Regions from separate parts of the Gossypium arboreum genome. Here region 2 is linked to region 1. The links are chromatin contacts, called in public Hi-C maps. All regions are on one chromosome and are shown on one strand. The core of a region is the stretch at or near the end of the contact, and the rest is flanking DNA. Distances in the headings are between cores, read along the strand shown.

The links. Hi-C and Micro-C count contacts between places; a contact is called where the count stands out from the background.
Region 2: a contact with region 1 is called in a Hi-C map of leaf, with 3 times the contacts expected there. The contact joins the promoter of LOC108484064 here to the promoter of LOC108484125 in region 1. A contact is called at or near these places in 2 of 5 Hi-C or Micro-C datasets (both in leaf).

Annotation. Positions count from the first base shown.
Region 1 is chr6:109,360,115-109,362,831 of ASM2569848v2, reverse strand. It overlaps LOC108484125 (serine/threonine-protein kinase EDR1-like), which reads right to left and starts at 1,332. Exons shown (of 13, transcript XM_017787795.2): 1 at 333-1,332. The coding sequence starts at 713.
Region 2 is chr6:109,601,222-109,603,938 of ASM2569848v2, reverse strand. LOC108484064 (K(+) efflux antiporter 6) reads right to left here and starts at 1,355. Exons shown (of 20, transcript XM_053029884.1): 1 at 642-1,355; 2 at 73-119. The coding sequence starts at 900.

The DNA.
Region 1 (2,717 bases), core at 83-2,582:
TAAGGATATCCAAAATTACTACCGGAAAGAGGAATTCTGGAAAAGTGATCCGCAGTTGAGGACTCCTCGTGTTTAAAATGCAAATGAAAATGAAAATGGAATCAAATAAATAAATAAATAAACATAGTAGCAATTTGTATAAGAAGGAAACATGAAATGCAATCAGAATTTATGAATAAAAGAAAACAAATGTCATAAGAAAAAAAAATCATAAATTATATAACACGTTTAGATATCATAACCAATTCAAACAAGAAATGCAATTTCGATAACCTAAAACTGAAAGATATAATAAAGTTTTTAAATATATAAAGTAAGAAAGAATATATTACCCAATAACGAAGCGAGAGTAACTCCACGAAAGTGCCGGCTCCGCTAAATCTTTTAGCAGCGTCGATATGAGCCGTCTCGGGATCCGAGGCACTGATCGCCAAAGCCAACTGCATCTGAAACTCTTCTTCCAATAAATTAAAATCCACCTCGTCACCAGCCGTCCGATCTCCCCCGGCCGATTCAACGGCCCCGATTCTCCCCAATGTACCTGAACCAACAGAAGACGCCGAAGAAGAAGAAAAGGAAGACGCCGTTTCTTGTCCCGTTGAATTCGTACTCGGACTTGAGCTGACCACGGGCTGCATCTCCGTCAACCGTTGGTGCTCATTTAAACCGCCGCCGATATGGAGTTTCCTTAATAAATGCTTCATTTTCGGCATCGATCATCAACGGCGACTTTTTTCCCGTTCTCCGTTTCTTTTATAAATTTCTTTTTCTTTTTCCTTTTTTGAAAATTTGTTATTGTTTCTTTTTTTTTTTAAATTTCTTATTCTATTTCTATTATTCCATCTGCAGACTTAACCTACGCCCACTGGTTTAAAAGCATATTCGCTTAAACTGCGTACTCTTCTCCGCTAAGCTACCCGTAATTGAAAAGACTTTTAAATTAACCGCTCACCCATTCCCTCCAACACACACACTCTCAAATTTAATAATTAATTAATCAATTAATTCTACTTCTTCTTCCCTTGATAGTACTATTTATACATAACCTTTTCCCTCCATTTTTATGTCTTGCTCTTTCAATTCTAAATGTAAAGCTTGAAATCCTCACCCATAAAATAATTATTTTTATATAATTTATTGTTGATTAAAATATATTGAAGAAAGAAATTGAAATTATCTGGGATTAAATCTAAATTCGTATATTTATAACATAATATTCTTGGGACTACCAAATCAAGAGATTGTTGACTAAATTTTAAATATTATTATTTACAATTAAAATATAACATATCCATATTTAAACTAAAATATAAGATTAGTACTAATAAAATAACAATGATACCACATGTACAATAAATGAAATACCTATATTTAATTGAGAAGTGAAAAGCATATATATATATATATATATATATACTTACGAAACAATCCGTTCGTGCAACCTATCAATTACATACATGATCTATTTATTTATTTGTGAAAGGAAAGTTGAAGAATTATTACGATAAACAACCCTTTGACCTATGAACGGTTGATGGCTTAGCCAACCCAAAATAACAAATATATATTTTAAAAACCCAAGTTGAAGTTATGGTTTGAGAGTTTGAGAAGTTTCTAAGAAGGAATCTGTTCTTTGTAAATATTGCGACTTCACTTGAAGAACAAGTTTGGAAACAAAATGGCATGTGTCTCCACGCTTGGTCCCATATTTTTGTTTTAGGTTACGTTTAGGGGCGGCGCTATAAATTATTATTATTATTACAACAGTATATAAATTTTAATGTTTTTAAATAATACAAATTTTATTTTCAAAGTTACTAAATTAATTAAGTCAAATATGAGAACAAAAACTTTAGAGACCAATCAATTGCATTTTTTCAATTTAACCCGTTTGCTTCTATCACAAACTTAATGAAAATAGACTAAAATAAGTAAATTTAATTAGTTGAATGATTATTTTGAAAGTTTTAAAAGTTAAGTGACTACAAAAGAAACTTAAGCATAATTGTGTGTCCTGTAATGAAGTTTATCCTAATATCTAATACAAATAAATTTAGATATTCTAATTACTATTCGCAATGATACAATGTAAATAACAAATTCACTCTTTAGAATATTTAATGGATTGGAATATATAAATTATTTAATTAATTGAATTCAAACACACATGTATCCAACTATGATATTTGATTTAAGGGTAAATTATAAAATAGTCACTTTTGTTTATCTCATATTATATTTTAATCACTTATGTTTGAAATGTTATGTTTTAATCACTTATGTTATCGTTTTATTATAAAGTGGTCACTTTACCGTTAAACTTTATTACCTCTTTAACGATAGTTCCTTATGATAGTCTAAATGAGTTTTAAATATCAACTTGGATATTCAGTTGCTAAGATGAAAATAGATTTTTAATTAAATAATTTTAATTTGGACTACCACGTAGGACTGCTGTTAGGGAGCTAACGAAGCTTAATGGTAGAGTGACCACTTCGTAAAAAACGATAACATAAATAAATAAAACGTAACATTTCAAAAATGAGTGACTAAAATATAATTTGAGGTGTAACTTAATTTAATATAGTTAATTTTCTTAATTTGGCTTATTGTTTTGGATAGGAAAAACCTTTGAAATAGCTTTGCTTTTGCTATCAAAAGTAATTAAAAGCAATGTATTGTTGACACACTCTTAAATTGATTCAAATGTTTTGTTT
Region 2 (2,717 bases), core at 106-2,605, 240 kb before region 1:
TACACATACGGAAAGAATAAGCTAGCAAGTTTTCCCAACTGAAAAGTTTTCAAAAGAATAAGTACCACCAACCTTCTTTTCTACTACACTGTTGTTGAAACTTCCAGCATCATCATTTACTGCCAACAACAGAAAGGAAACATGATAAAAAGTCAGAAATTGAATTTCCATCCGGTTTATACCGTTAAGGAAACACTGGCAGTCTAATTTTGAGCTAAATATTTTTAGAAACCTTTCAAACATTGATTTTTTTCCCCTTCAAAGTTGAATAATCCACTGCAAATGAGGATGAATTTATAGCATAATTGACAATTGTAATTTAAAGAAGAAGAATCTATTAGCAAATCTATTTCCAGGGAATTTATGCAAACAAACTATCATTAATTCTTTAAGATCTTATCCATCCATTGATAACAAAAACCATAACCTACCAATAGATCCCGCTTAAAAACCTTAGAAAATAAATAAAAATAACAAGAATTAATTGCTACAGCATATAAAGAACAAGCAAAGTTGAAGTAAACAAGTATAATGTATGACTAAGTTGTATACTTCACTGCTAAGCCTTTGATTCATGGATTTGAAATCTAAACCCTAATCTAAGCAAAACCAGAGGGAGAAAAAAAGAAGAAGAAACAAACCTTCATTTTGTTCGTTCTCAGTGAACTCCTTCTCTAGAGCACGATCGATAATAGCGGCAAAAGTACCGTCCTTCGGTTTAGCTATGGAGGAAGCATTCGAAACGGTACCGTTTCCTCCATCGTCGTCATCGTCGAACCGATCCGGTTCAGCGAGTTGTTCTTGTTGTCGCTGAGCGAGTGAAAAGGAAGCCAAACAAAAAAGAGAAACGAAGAAACAGAAAGTAAGGATTTCAAGGGAGGAGTTCGATTTTCTCAACATTTGGAAACGGCGGCCGGCGGAAGTTAAGAACTTGAAGAGTTCTCTTTTTGTGTATGTGTGTCTGATAAATTATTGGAAATAGAGAACTATGAAGAGGGATTTTTGGTTGTGAATGATTGAAATTGAAAAAATTACTTATATATATACAGAAAAGCAACAGAGGGGAAACGGAGTTGAAGTAGATGTAGAAAGACTGGGAAAAAGAAACGGTAAACAGAAAAAGGGAGTAAAGTAAGTACAAAGCATCAGATCGGGTCAGGAGTCAACTAGTCGTAATTAATTAAGACTACAAAGATTTCGAAAATATAATATTGTCCGCAAGTTATAAAGTTTCCATTTTTTTTTTATATAACACCATTTAATTGACAACAATTATCTTGCAGCCAGTACAAAGCTCTCCTCAAAGCCAGGCCTTCCGCAACCTGTGTTGAAGCAATTGAGGTAGCAAATATAAAATAATTTAAACAAAATAAGGGAGCTATTGAGATCGACTTGTATAAACAACAAATAAAAAAAATAAAAAAAATTAGACATAAATATTTACTTGGAAAAACACCTCCAATAAAGAGGATACGGACAAATAATACTTCACTAGATCAGCAAATAATTTGAAAAAGTATAATATAGAGATAATAAAAAACAAACTCTAAACCTCGAAAATAAAACTCTCTGGTTAAAACACGAAAATCCCTTAAAGCTCTCTCTTAATCGGTCTTTTAAAATTTAATGTGATAAAAGATACGAAGAATATCAATTCTAGAGTTATTAAGGCCTCTTTTATAGGGTAAAATTCATGGGCTAACATGACTAAAATAACCCTATACTAATCAGAGTTCAACAAGGAAAATATAGGAGAGGTTAACTAAGAGAAGAAACCCAGCGTTTGTGGGAAACATGTTGCCATGTCCTCATTCACGTCATCACAATGTTGTCCATCATTGTAACGTTAGGAAGCTTCTCGTTGTGACATCACCAGCTAACTTTGGTGTTGTGATATTGAAGCCCTTGTCGCGATACGGGTTGCGATAAGGGCTTAAAAGTGTTTGAAAATACAAGGCACACTCTATAGAAGGGATTAAATTGAAAGGAAAACAAAACTAGCTTGGATGCCTAAAAATGAAATATAACAAAACTCTAAAGAGAGATTATAGTTCACTATTTATTCTCAGCTCATGTATGCAACAAATGAAAAATGTTATCCTATTTATAGTTTTCCTACATTGGTTTATCCTAGTTGGTTTAACTAGATACATGCGCATATTATTATTTTAATTAAATTAATTAATATGGTTAAGCTTAAAAGATAAGTTTGATTAAAGATGATGATAAACTTTAAATTTCTCTAGAAACAAATAGAAAGATCGAGTAAGAGAGACAGAAGTAGATGACATCAACACTCCCCATCAATGAATTCTCTCATTTACTATTGCCCTTAAGGCCATGTCGAGTTGTTTGTGAAATTCTTCAAGCTTGGCTTTGCTAAGTCCTTTGGTAAAAAAATCGATGACTTGTTATTCATTACTAATGTGCGTCATTTTAATCTCGTCGTTAAGTACTTTTTCTCGGGTGTAGTGATAGTGTACCTCTATATGCTTCATTCGTGCATGAAAGACTGGGTTTTTTGCTAGTCGAATTGCTGATTGATTGCTGTAACAACCTGAAAGTCAATGGTGTCGAAAAATGCGATTTCAAAACACCATTTCCATAAACCGTAAAATATTTACGGAGGTAAATTATAGGTGAATGGAATTTTGAGTAGGTGATTTTGCCAAATTAGTAATTAATTATGATAGAAGGACTAAATACTATAAGTAGTA